Linked DNA regions of Rattus norvegicus: regions 2 and 3 are each linked to region 1. Evidence: chromatin contacts called from public Hi-C data. All regions are on one chromosome and are shown on one strand. Each heading gives the region's core, a stretch centred on a gene start, on an enhancer-like site or on the middle of the called end of the contact. The rest is flanking DNA. Distances are from core to core; before and after follow the strand shown.

The links. A called contact is a pair of places that touch in the nucleus more often than the background predicts.
Region 2: a contact with region 1 is called in a Hi-C map of frontal cortex, with 3 times the contacts expected there. The contact joins two enhancer-like sites. A contact is called at or near these places in 2 of 12 Hi-C or Micro-C datasets (frontal cortex and hepatocytes).
Region 3: a Hi-C map of frontal cortex shows a contact between it and region 1, with 3 times the contacts expected there. The contact joins two enhancer-like sites. A contact is called at or near these places in 3 of 12 Hi-C or Micro-C datasets (frontal cortex, kidney and liver).

The regions. Positions count from the first base shown.
Region 1 is chr2:34,142,379-34,146,826 of GRCr8, reverse strand. No RefSeq gene overlaps it. Among named protein-coding and RNA genes, the nearest start is that of Rpl21l6, 120 kb to the left of the region's middle. Within about 2 kb of position 1,681, at least 58 of the 93 cell types and tissues checked have an H3K27ac peak or open chromatin away from gene starts, as enhancers often do.
Region 2 is chr2:34,415,632-34,420,365 of GRCr8, reverse strand. No RefSeq gene overlaps it. Among named protein-coding and RNA genes, the nearest start is that of Rpl21l6, 150 kb to the right of the region's middle. Within about 2 kb of position 2,600, at least 9 of the 93 cell types and tissues checked have an H3K27ac peak or open chromatin away from gene starts, as enhancers often do.
Region 3 is chr2:34,625,312-34,629,997 of GRCr8, reverse strand. The region is part of intron 7 of Pik3r1 (phosphoinositide-3-kinase regulatory subunit 1); the gene reads left to right. Among named protein-coding and RNA genes, the nearest start is that of Pik3r1, 70 kb to the left of the region's middle. Within about 2 kb of position 1,662, at least 23 of the 93 cell types and tissues checked have an H3K27ac peak or open chromatin away from gene starts, as enhancers often do.

The sequences.
Region 1 (4,448 bases), core at 432-2,931:
ATTGTCCTTAAACACGGTGACCATCTCCTCTCAAAACTGGTGTAAGAGAGGGAAATGGTGCCAAGTGGTCTGCTTCTTAGCTACACAATCCTAGCTAATGATTCAAACCCACAAGCTCTGCTATAAAATGAAGATAATCAACGGCCTCAGAAGTTTCTGGTAATAAGGATTAAAGGAGATATTTAATGAAAACATTTTAGGGTGACTGTCCACTAGAAAATCTAGATAAAAGTTATTATCGTGGATAGTATTAGTATAATGAGAGAAATCTGAAATTGACCTCCAGTGGATGTGGTGACTACCCTTTTAGCAGATAAAAATAAAAGTTGCTGGAACTTCACAGAAAAGTCTAGAAAGCCATATCCACTCAGCTTACATGTCTCCAGGAGCAACTCTTCTTCAGCATGGACGTCACACCATGCTTCTCTTTTATTTTCCTCATTTTCTTACTCCAGAACATTTTCATCTGTGCCCAAAGTTTATTCCCTGCTTAAAGATACAGTGTGCCTTTGGCAAAGCCCCTTTCAGCTGCCAACCCTGTCACAACCCAGAATTTTAAGCTCTGAAGTCCAAAGCTGCATCAGTGAATCAAAACCACTTCCCTTCCATTCAATGGTTCTCAGCCTGGGTATTGAGCAATCCTTTTACCGTGGTCACCTGAGACCATCAGAGAACACAGAGATTTACATTACACTTCATAACTGTAGCAAAATTACAGTTGCGGGGCAGCAACGAACATAGTTTTATGGTCGTGGAATCTGTGAAACTTTAGGAACTGTATCAAAGCATCGGAGCCTTAGGGAAGTTGAGAACTGCTGATCCAGAGGGAGCTGCTGGTATTAAGGCCAGGTGAAGATTAGCACAGAAATCATAAAAGAAAACAAACAAACAGAAAGGGGCTCCTCCTGTAAACACTCTGAGCAATTAAAAATTAAATGAAGGAAAGGATCAGGCAGAGCAGAAGGAGAGACTGCAAGCAGCAGGACTAGAGGGAGCACTGACCAGCCCGCTGTGCGTCTTTTCCTGTTCTCTCTCGGAGACTTTCATTGATTCAATGAATTATGGCCATCCTCAACATTTCTATTGAAACACAACCAAGAGGTGGGCTCCAGTTGACTGTTGCCAGGCAGGCTGCACCCTAGGAGGTCAGAATACATAATTAATCAAGGGAGGCGGCGGGAGACTGGCTATCTGGGAGCTCTAGCCCTGGTGCACGTACTTCTACCAGCAGAGCTTTTCAAGGTGATCTGGCACCTCACCTCCAGTCCCTTCGGGGCATTTCCAACCTAGTTACTCCAACATTCCAGGAAAGGCACAATCTCCTTCAAACGCCACACCCTCTTCCCAAACTGTTTCACAGACACCAATTTAGCATTGGGGATGACATCACCACCTTACTGCAGATTATAGACCCAGACACTGAATTCCCATGTGGGCCAAGGTGATGGGCCAGCCTGGAGCAGTGTGCTGTCTGGATTGAGAGTGAGCAAAGACTCTTGCTGAGAAGATACTTCTGATCTAGGAATTCTATTTTATTTTCTTTTTTTGCCTTTAAAAAATGCAGATAGGCATATGAGGTCTAGAATTTATCCGTGCTACACAATTTATGCTAGCTCATTACCTCCTGCTAGACTCCAAGGCTTTGTAACGGAAATTGGCTCTGATCTCTGAGATGGGCATTACATCATAGTCTTCTTTTAGCACATTATGTCATCCCTGCTGAGACGCATTATCTATGGTTGGCTCAGCAGTAGCGATTTTTGTGGGCCGACTGCAGTGTTCCCAAAGAACTGCTGGGAACCACAGATTGAAATCTGAAACATTTATCTTCTAAAAAGCTGAAAAGGGGAAAAGATGTTCATGTTGGACCCCATTTCTGTTCCTTAACCCTCTCCTTTCTTGGCTACTTGTAGATTGCTTTGCTATAAGCACCCGAGAACAATTTACTGAGACTACAGGAGCTGGCTTCTGACATTACAGAAATAACCAAAATTAAGGGGGATTGACACCCTGTCTCCCATCTGGGGCTGATACACCTGCACTTACCATGATCAAGGGATGCTACAAAGTGCTCAGAGGAACCACCTGTACTCTCACACAGTAAACAGAGAGCATCATTCTGCCAAATTCTTAGGTTGCTTCAGAAAAGAACACACGAACTGAAGCTACATGTGCACACACACACACACACCTGCTTATCTTCCTGACCATGCTGTGGCCACACAGACAAATTCTAGATTTGTATTAGGAAAAAAATGTTTGCCAGGAAATGCACCGATATTATCTCTTCTCACTTCAACCATGAAATTAGAAGCCCATTTTGTATCTTTCCATCCTGGGCAGGATAAGAAGAAGCCATTGCACAGAGGGACTAGAAAGACACTTTTAGGATGAAGTAAAGATATTCCCAAGCTCCAGAGAATCCCTGTACCTTTCTTGTCACAAAAGCATAATTATGGGATTGTGATGAGGGAGGGTCTCTAAATACCAAAAGGAAATAGAATACATTCAACCATGACGAAATTACAATTTCTCTTCTATACACCAACTAATGAGATTCATTGGGCGGGGAATGCACGAGGGAGGAAGCTCTCAACGAGGCTATGATAGTCCTCTTCTCCACACACCTGTGCATTTTCAGACTGTTTAATAGTATGTATTTATGTCCTCAATTATTCTCTGTGATACTTAAATGGTAGCTCCATCAAAGCAAACAAACCCAGGATTAATAGAAATGAAAGTAAAGCTAATGTTTGTCCTGGTCCAAAAGCCTTGTTTCTTTCTACCATCATTGATTCTTTGTCATGTCCTAGCCCAGGCTACACACACACACACACACACACACACACACACACACACACACACCCTTGGGTTACAAAGCAAGAAGTTAAATTTCATTCATTTACTTGGTGAGGCCATGTGCACAGTCCAAGTCGACCCATCGGGGTTGGGACTCTGGAACATGCAAACTACCTGGCAGGCTTCCAGCAATCAACTGTCCTCGTCTTTAGCGTCCCTTCTCCCATATTTCATGTCTGTTGTCATTTGTCTTTATCAACCCTGATGGGAAACGTGGGGATTGATGGAGCAACCCACAGAGCCCTCTGAAGAAGCTTTCGGATGGACAGTAGACTATAAAATGCCATCAAATGGCTAAAAAGCATTTTCAAAACTTCCTTTCACCTTCCTTTCTCCTTCCTTTCCTTTGTCCCTTCATCTCCACTCCTTCACTCAAGCTCTTAGAATTTTATGTTCTGAAGGCCAAAACTCTTTAAATCTTAATAACTGTGCACGCCACTCGGGATACTGAAAGGAAACTGCGTATATCCTGACGAGTTTCAAGCTTTTACTGCAGCCCAAGTAATTGCTATAGCATTTAAAACCTACTGAAAGGAGCAAGGCGGCTTCACGCATTAAGCTGATTTTCATGGAAGTTGTAAAATATTAGATGACTATAATTTCTTTCAACAGAAGAATTAGCTGGCTTGATCACTCTCTTTTTGATGAAGATAGTAGATTCATAAGCCTGGACAATGAACCTCTGCCCCAGGATTTTGGCTGACAGGCACATGGACAAGGAAACTAAGTATCATGGTTTCCTCTTCTGATGACCTGTATATCTCTGTAGGGTGTGCCCAGTCCTGCAGAAAGGACATCAGGAGAGCTGAAACTCTTTAATGTACCCTCGAACAAGGCCAAATGTGGAACGGAGCCACTGTGCTCCCAGACCCAGAATAAGACAATTAGCCTTTATAACACAGAAACAACAGCACCTGCTCCAGGGACAAGGAAGACAAGCCCACCAATGTCCTCATGCCATCTCTGAGAACAGATATGTATTGTAGAAAGGAGCTGCAGGTGTGACACTAGCTCCCTTGCCAGCTGTCTGCAAATTAAGGTGGATGTCCAAGGTGGCCCAAACAGGCTGAGACCAGGCACTAATCTTATTGGCTTCTGACATTACAGAAAAACCAATGCTTAGGATGAAATGGGAATTCTCATGGGAATTCTGGCAGTGTCATCTGCTTTTTGTGTTGTTTTGTTTTGTTGGTTTTTGTTTTTGTTTTCTTTTTGCCCACCTGCTTTGACACGCAAGACACTGGCAGAAATTAAATGAAACAATGTGTACCTTTTAATCCAACCTGGGAAGAAGACTCAAAGAGAGTTGAGGTACCCAGGGTCACCTACTATGTAGAAAGAAGACACTTGCTGTGTCATTGAAAGATCTTGACCCCACTGTCTACCAGCAATACCAACTGTCCTCCCTACTCTTATCTCTGGGAGTGTCTGGGAGCCTGTGGCATTCCCTAGACTGCAGAGCCTTGCCTACTTCTCACAGTAAGCTCTCAATGGTGAACTTCTGGAGCCACCTCCCCAACAGTAACCACACACTTCCATAGACAGGGGCAAGGTAGGATGATACATATCACAGAAACATCAGAACTACA
Region 2 (4,734 bases), core at 1,351-3,850, 270 kb before region 1:
TTTGACAGTGAGATTCACCTTATTCATGTTTTTGCACACAATGCTCACCATATCAGAGGCACCCAGTAAATATTTAGGACTAAAGGAAATGACTAGTTTTTGGGTCACATGCAATAAAGCCTGAGAGGAGAGCCTTTGCTGAGCAAGCCAACTTCTACTGTTGAGAAGTGAGCTGAGAATGGTACCCTGTGCAAATAGGTAAGAAGGTCCTGGAGCATAAGCACGTATGTTAGTTCTCAAGCTATTGGACAAAGTCACTATGGGTGAGGGATGGGGGAGGTTGGTTTGGATTTGACTCTAAAACAGACTTTGCATAAAATACTGAAAATTCAGGCCTGGCAAGGGTCCAGTTATAGACAAAGGAGCCCCTTGTCATGGATGCTGGAAGAGTAAAACTGCCTGAAGCAGAAGGGACAAAATGGGAGAAATGCAACTACAGAGGACTGAAAGCAGAAGCATGTAGCTATACCCCTCCTCCTTGGAGTGTCTCTGGGTCCTCCACTGCAATGTCTGGGATGCAGTGGGAAAGAAAAGACTGGTACCCAGGAGGAGGACAAATCAATATGGTGGCCAAGATCCAAGTCAAATTGGAAAAAAGTTCCATTGCCCACATTCTTCTGTCTAGAGCTCACCCAGAGAAGGAATGCTTCTTCGAACCCTGGGAGAAAAAGGGGAGAGTAGCAAAAGGCAGACAGGGAGGCAGAAGACGAGGAGAAGGGAGGGCTATTCAGAGAGAGCATTACCAGTGAGGTTTAAAAAAAAATCAAAATAGCTGCATGGCTAAAATCAATTGTTCAAGAAAGAAAAATCTAACATTGCTACTGTGAGTAGTGTGTGTGGTTTAATGTGTGCTTTGAGCTATACTAACATTTCTTTTACAAATATGAGTGCCCTTGCATTTGGGGCATAGATGTTCAGAATTTAGAGTTCCTCTTGGTAGATATTTCCTTTGATGAGTATGAAGTGTCCTTCCTATCTGAGAAGGGAAGGAGCACACATCCTGACTCATTCTATAGCATTCTTGTCCAAAAATATTCCCTCAACAAGAACCTTAGTGCTGAATTGAGCACCATGATAAAGTGATGGCTTTACCCAAGGGACAAATCTTAGGAAAATTTTCTTTTATTTTCTTGGAGCCAATCAGTGTGCTGTGATTAAATGATCTCATATATAAAGTAGAGGTTAATATACAATCCCGAGCCAAAAGAGTCCTTTAGAAGAAAGCATTCAGGTAAAGAAAAATGAGCTGAGTGACAACAGGGCCTTGTGCTTGCTAGGCAAGCGCTTTACCACTGAGCTAAATCCCCAACCCCTATGCAGCTCTTTCATGTAACTTTGACTCCCTCCTTTCTGTTTCTTAATATTTTTAACTAAAACATAACTAAAAGGAAGAAGAAAAAACATCACTTTTCCTTTTTCCAACTTTTCTCACAACCTATCTATCCCTTGATCCCTCTCAGGTCCATGGCCTCTTTTTTTTTTTATTATTTTTTTTTTATTAACTTGAGTATTTCTTATATACATTTCAAGTGTTATTCCCTTTCCCGGTTTCCGGGCAAACATCCCCCTCCCCTCTCCCCTTCCTTATGGGTGTCCCCCTCCCAACCCTCCCCCCATTGCCGCCCTCCCCCCATAGTCTAGTTCACTGGGGGTTCAGTCTTAGCAGGACCCAGGGCTTCCCCTTCCACTGGTGCTCTTACTAGGATATTCATTGCTACCTATGGGGTCAGAGTCCAGGGTCAGTCCATGTATAGTATTTAGGTAGTGGCTTAGTCCCTGGAAGCTCTGGTTGCTTGACATTGTTGTACATATGGGGTCTCGAGCCCCTTCAAGCTCTTCCAGTTCTTTCTCTGATTCCTTCAACGGGGGACCTATTCTCAGTTCAGTGGTTTGCTGCTGGCATTCGCCTCTGTATTTGCTGTATTCTGGCTGTGTCTCTCAGGAGCGATCTACATCCGGCTCCTGTCGGTCTGCACTTCTTTGCTTCATCCATCTTGTCCAATTGGGTGGCTGTATATGTATGGGCCACCTGTGGGGCAAGCTCTGAATGGGTGTTCCTTCAGTCTCTGTTTTAATCTTTGCCGTGGCCTCTTTTTAATTCTCTCTCTCTCTCTCTCTCTCTCTCTCACACACACACACACACACACGTACATAATATATTTAAATACAACCTGCTACATCTGTTCACTGTTGCTCATGTATCCATGATCCCATGATTGACCATTTGGTATTGAATAATCAACTGGGGGTTCCTCCCTGGAAAAGACTAATTCTGTAGCCCTCAGAATTCCTAGTCACTTGTAGCTCTTTGTTTAATAGTGGGGCCTTATGAAATTCCCCCCTCCTACATTAGCACATCTGTTTCTGTTGTCCTTGTTTAGTTGGTGTTCGGGAAGCAGGCTGTATCCCCAAACTCCATGCTTTTCATCTGGAGTTTAAATGCCATAGGGGTTCTAGTCCTGAGTCACAGGACTCTGAATAAAGATGTGAGGGATCACTCAACAGGATTTTCTGAGAGGGGATTCCAGGCAGAGGCAAGCGCTTCTGCCAGAGAGTGTGGAGAGAGGTGACAGATGGCGGATTTTTGCCTTTCAACACATAGCCGTAACCTCATGCACTGTCTGGGTTTATTTTCAATCCCATACACAAGGGCTTATTGTTTATAATAAGCTGTCCACCGAACTCATTTCCAGGAAAAGCTTTTCTGTGCATGTCACCTCGAATCACTTCCCGGGTTGCATAGTGACTACGAGGACACCAGGATCCAGGGCCAAGTATCCAGAACCAGCATTTGGTTGCTGGGGAAGGCTGTGTGACATTTTCCTGTGTGTTTTTCTATTTATTTTAGTGCCTTGTGTAGTCTCAGAGGCATCTTAATGTATGACTTAGAATTTGCAGCCTGACTTCTGCTTTCTCACCTGGAATGAAAACACACCTTTTGCCAAGTCATTTCTACTTGTTAAGAAAAAAAGAGGGAAGAAAAAAAATGTTGTCTGGCAGGTCAGGTTTCTATCTCAAGGTGGGAAAAGTCTATATTTTATATGTAAGAAGTAAACCTCTCTTAGCCTAACGGCTGTGAAACACTCAGTGACTGATTCTAATTTTACCCCCAGTCTCGTGCTCATTTTCTCAAACGACTCTTGCCTTTCTTTTCTGTTTTTTTAAACCTAGAGAATCAAACTCCCTGGTCCCACATGAGGCCATGGGGTTACACCGGGCTCTTCAGAAGATCTTCGCACTACTGGGACATGAATTTGAGCATAAACTCTAGCCCTATCGCTCTACCGGAAATAGGAAGCGAAGAACAGATCTTAAGATTTGTGAACTTCAATTTACGCTAAGGGAAAGCTGGATGAACGTTGGAGCTTGGTCTCAAAATAGCCTGAACAATTTTAGTTTCCCGACAGCATTCGGTGGCGAGCCTGCTAGAGAACACCTTCTTGAAGAATCTCATTTGCATGTCGCAGATAGCACATCCTCTCTCGGCACAACCAGAGCTTCCCAAGCATCAGTCACCAAACGGCACCTGGCACAGAGAACGGTGCCTAGGAGCAAGAGCGTTAGTTGGCCCTTGTGTTTTCTATATTTCTGTCTTTTTAAATAGGCAGAGAGGCATTAGAGTGAAGTGGTTAGGGTCACAGGTTATGGAGTTAGGGCTCCATTTTTATGTCAGCTCTACCACGTGCTGGACACATACATGATCAGGGCAAGTTCCTTAATGCCTCTGTATGTTAGCCTTCCGAGAGACAAAGCACAGCAGAACTGAGCATAGTACCTGCCCACTGGGGGAAGCGGCGTCAGGACCGTCCCCTTTCTGCTTTTCCTTTTATTTAGTGTAAGCAAAGGTGACACACATGATACATCCGCATGTATGAGTTCTCATGAACTGTCAGTTTGTCGTTACCACCAGGGTCCTGATGGTGTAGATCTTAAAATATTATTGTTTACTACTGTTGTTTATAAAACCACACTGGAATGTTCCTTTAATGGGGACAATCCTGGTGTGGGAGCCTCTAAGAGAGACTCAGCAAACATAAAGCTAGTATTTCCCTTGCCATGGCCTCTGTGGAAGAGATGTAACAGAATAGTCCCTGACTCCATAAGATCTTGGTGTTTGGCTGCTATTGACAACACCAAAGGACAGCGTTGTCCTGCAAGCACACATTCATAGCGGGATTCAGAGGAGGTGAAGAACAATGAAATTCAGACTCCTTACATTAGACGTTGGTTATCTGGATCTCTCTGAAATATTGAAATACTTTTTGCTTAATTACTTTAACAGAAAAAGGCACTCAGTACTCATCAGGTATTGAGTGGTTCAAGTTCAACAGCAGTCAATGTTGTCTGAGGGGAGCTACTCTGACCCCTCTCTCCCCCCCATGTTCCCATCTCCTATGAGTCATGCTCACAGCTGGCCTTAACTGAGGCAATGACTTGATATGTGGGAAAGAAAACTTGCCTTTCTGTGGCCCTGCTGCTAAGGCACAGAGCCTCCATGCTGGGTGGAAGAGGCCACTCTCAGGAGAACCATCTGGCCTTGCAGTCACCTGTCTCAAGCACCTGTAGCTAGGGCAGCCTTTCTGCTTGCACCACATTGACAGAATTTCTGATTCTGTGAGAGACATAGCAAGAGTCGTCATCTCTGTCATGAGTTAATTGTGCTGGTCAATGTGGGCTAAGATTTTCAGACTTTTCATAAGCAATAGTCAGGAACCAACGTACCAACTTCTCAGC
Region 3 (4,686 bases), core at 413-2,912, 480 kb before region 1:
CCATTCACTGTGGGTGTTCTTCAGACCCCGTTCCCTTATCTTTAGCTGCCCTGTGGGTTTTTGTTGTTGTTTTCATTTGCTTGCTTTTTTTTTTTTTTTTTTTAAACCGTTGGTGTAATTGGTTCAACTACATTTCTAAGAAGCAAAGACAGAGGCTATTCCTCATTTTGATTCATTCCAATTAGAGATATGGGCACAGTCTACTAATTCTCCAAATATACCCAGACGCTGATAAACTGTTTGGTTTTCAAAGAAATCTTAGAAGCCAACTAACCTATTTCCTGTATCCAGCAGCCCTTTGAGGTAAAGATCCTTTGAGGTAAAGATCCCTTGCTTTTATGGATGGAGGCACAGTGGACAGGTGATGGGGATAGTGTATTTTCAGAGCTCTCTTAGCTTGCCGTTCATCCCCTGTGGTCGGGAAGGCTTCATTGTTTGAGGCTGAGTAGCGGGTTTTCTGGAATTCCTTACACTCCTCAGACGTGGGGAGCCGAGCTGATGTCTACAGGGCAGCTGCAGTAGGAACAGGTCCAGCAAACACAGGGTGCCTCTGAATCCATGTTTTGGATTTCATGGATGTATTCAGAAACAGTAATATATCATAATTGGAGTCTAATATTGCACCGTCAAGCCTGGAAGAGAAGTGACTCCTTCTCCCCCTGCTCTCCTACACCTGTCAAGGTTAATTTTTAACTGCTGGTGCATTGCAAAACATCCCTCCCGAAGAGCTGAATTCATGCATCTGGTTTTAAATACCTTGGGCTGGGTTCTTAGCTGTAGACAACGTAAGCAAACACCAAGACAGAAGGAAATAACTTTCAGAGTTTCACTTTTCTCTGATTTGTTTTTTTTTTTCCTCCCATTGCATTGAAAGTATGTTCTGACTCGAGAGAGTTGTCTCTAAGGTAAAATTGAAACTTCGATATAGATGTAGACCCCAAGAGGGGTATAGGTGTATTGGGGGAGAGCCTGATCCATCTCATGGAAACTAGAAAGTTTACCCACGATCCCCAAGTGCATTGTGAGCGCCACCCTGGGCACGTGCTAGGCGATGTTTTTACTTTTGTTTTCAGGCTACAGCTTTCTCTGAAGGGATGGACATCACGGGATGGGTGCTGGGGAGTCGGAGGGGGAGTTCCTCTGTCTGCTAGACAGTGGGTGTGGGCGTGCCTTCGCAGAAAGCCTGTAGCCTGTGTCTGGATTTTTTTTTTTTTTTTTATGCAAGCCTAGGTTTGTTTATTAACTGGAAAGGGTGTTTTTCCTTCCCGTGGGTTCATTAAGCTCACTGGAGTCATGGATTAGCCCTATCCGGGAGAGCCCTACTTTCTAAGATGTCTCATGTTGGAATTAAGAAGGAACGTGTTCCTTTAACCGTGGGTAACTTTGGATAATTCACCCCCCCCCCCAACACACACCTGATTTCCCTAGTTTTTGTTCATTGACAGTGATGCATGCAAGTCTCTGAGAAGCAGCAAGCCTTTCAGGTCTCCCGCGGTGGCCTGAAGAGGTCTTGTTTAGAGCAGACAGCATGCCACAGAACTGAGAAACACATGTTAACGAGCAGGGGCATTTCCTGGCTAGCTGCAATCTACTGAAAAGTACAGTCCTGGCCTGTCTTTGTCTCTGAAGCACGTTGTACAAAGCCCTCGGCAAGGGGATGCTCACTGGCTTGAAGCATCCAGATGAATAAGTGAGTCATATTGTATGCAATGGGTCTCAGCAGCCCCAGATAAATAGGACACCAAGAAAGCCAGCGTTTCTTAAAGGGGCTTATTAGCCAAATGGGAATTAATTCCTAGGCACTGTGACATCTGTGCCTTTGGTTTAGTAGTGAATCATGTATGGTTATAAGCTATCTATAATTATGTTTTATTAATTTGTAGGGCCTTTTGGATACAGAGAAGGTGAAACTGGAAGTTGGTGGTTTTCTCCTAAGCAGGCGTGATTTACTCAGTTTTGCCAGCAGAGGGCTCCCTCCTTAAACTAATAAAGAGCATGTGTCTGTATCAGTGGGGAAAGAGTCTGCTCGCGCTTGCAGTTAACGTTCATAAGAGAGCCTCTGTGGTAGGTGATTTTACATATCATGAGGAATTTGTCTAAAACAACATGTCTGTGGGTATTTGGAATCTTTCCTGCTATATACGGCTTTACGGTAGATACTTTTGATCTGAGACAAAATAGACTGTCAGATTTACATTTTAATCTTCTAGAAGGTTCTTAGGTAGGTCCAGACAGGTATGCATGAGAAGCCAATGTGTCTGATGTTTCTTCCAGAGAAACTCTTTTGAAAGCAGGGAAATGCATGAAAATAAGAAGGCAGCTTTTTTTTTTTCTTCTTAAGCTAAAAGAAGAAAACAAGAAAGCCAGGGTTTTGTTATAGGTGTGAGGGTTTTTGTTTTTCTTTTCAGTGTAGGCTAAAAGAAAGTAAATTCAGTTTGTTAGTTCTTTCTTTCCATACCAAGAAAAGCAAAGAATAGGGCCTGTGGGCTGAGAATGGAGTTTAGGACCAAAAGTCTAAAGGTTGAATTCTTTTTGTGAAGCCCCCTTCCCCCAATAGTATGAAGGAATTACTAAGTAATGATCTCTAAATTACTGTCATGTTGAGGTTTGGGGCTTTTGTGATTTCCTTTCGTTAATGGCTCAAAAGATTGAAGTCGGGGCTTTTGGGTAGATGCCATGTGAACATTTCCCAGGAAAAGACTTGATTTCTTTCCTGTCCAGCTAGCAATCATAAACTCAGAAAGTTATCTGCAACTTTCTCAAATAAAAGACTAGAATCCCCAAGTCGGGAGAACACGCCCTTCTCTGTCCCTTTGCCTAGCACAGCCAGCAGTTAACCCAGTGCAGACACAACTCTAGATTGTCCGATTAGAAAGTCCTAGGGCCATTTGAAGGTGAGCTGAAGTTGACCCCTTAAAGATTTGGACTTGCATAGAAGATGCCCTCCTGGGGCTGCCAGCCAGCATACGATGAGCTATGTGAAGGGCTTTCCTGTTACACCTGCGGGGCAGACTGTGCCAGTGCGTGGGAGGAGGAGGACGTGAGAGCAAGGCACCCTGTCCTAAGCTGTTCTGAGAGGTTCAGGCCTTCACAAGCGCGTCTTTGATTCTATTTTTTGCTGAACTAGGTGGATTACTTCCTGTGCTGCTTCACTGCGGCCCACTTGAGCCCCCGGAGCGGGGGCTGCCAGCACATTACAGGCACCGTGGCCACCAGGGAGGACTATTTTCAGCACCCCCTTACAATGCCTTTCTCATTTCCCGGGTGAAAATGAGCAAGTTAGTCTTGCCTCGGCCACTTGTCAGCCCGATGACAACTTTGACTTTGACTTGGGTGCCCCTCCCCCTCCCAAAATCCTTAGCTCAGCAAATATTTGAACCTGCCCGAGTTAATCATGAAGCCGCGATCTTTATCTGAGCGAGACGTGCGAGCGCCCGCCGGGGCTCCTTTCTTCCCCCTTGCAGTAGCGCGACCCAGGGGAGCTCTGCTCGCGGAGCCGGGGACTTGCTGCCGGGGCGGGGCGCGGGGCGGAGGGACCCGCTGCAGCCTAGCCCAGGGGAACCGGCAGCCGGGCTGAGAGTCGCGCGCCCCCGCCTTGCGCGCTCACTGCCAGCTAGGTTCCTTACTGCCGGTACCGGGCGGGCGGGGGAGCCTCGGGGGCTGGAGCCACTTGGTAGAAGAACAGCTTCTTTGGATTTTTTTTCCCCGGTGGGATACTGGCAGTTCAAAGCGAAACCGTTGAAATGCATAACCTGCAAAGTAAGTCGTTTTTCATTTATGCACTTCTCTGCACCGGCCTCTTTATCTGCAAGCCGTCCTCTCTAGTTTGGCTGGGCGGGCGGGTGTGTGTGAGCGCTGGAAGTGTGTGTGCCTGGGTGAGTGCTGCCTGGGGAGAGCAGATGGGCGATTAGGGGAGACACTCCCTTCTGTCCTCCAGGGGGGGACACTGCGGAGAAGAGATGGGGTTTAGGTTGGGAGTTTAGAAAGTACTGGGCAGGAAGTTGGGGCCGAGCCCGGGCTTGCAGAGACCATGGAAAATCACCTGTCTCCCAGACCTGCTCGTTGGGTCCCGGACCCTTTGCCACTTGGTAGCAGCAGTCTACAGCTAGGCTGACTTACTGAGTGCTCCACACACGTGCCTAGGGGCTAACCCTTGGGCCGTATTGCCCAGAAGACATGTCACTTTACTTTTGGGAGAAAACTCAACATTTTTATTCAACTACTTTTTTTTTTTAGATCTTATCCAAGGACATATTTCCTTACCATTTTTATTTGACTTTGAGTTTAGACTTACTTAAACTATGGATTTATAGTTTATTGGCAGATAGAGAAGTGTGAGCTGGAAAGGACAGGTTGAGTCTCCAATAATACAGAAATGCCCTAGAGAGGGGACGCAAGTGGATGGCAGCCAGAGAACGAAATGCCTTTTAGTGCTGTGTGATTCCAAATGGGATAGAAACCTAAAGTGGCCGCTGTGTTCTGTAAACCATCCCACCGGTGCACAGCATTCACAGCCACAAAAGCCCACTCTTTAAAATGAAGCCACATTTACATTGAAGCACTACCCCCTCCCCCAAATAATCATGTAAATGTCAAGAGGTTCTGGCTCCCAGGGGCAGCGTACATCAAGCTCCAGTTGTGGTGACAGAATTGCATGCAGAATGATTTAAAGAACCAAAACGAATC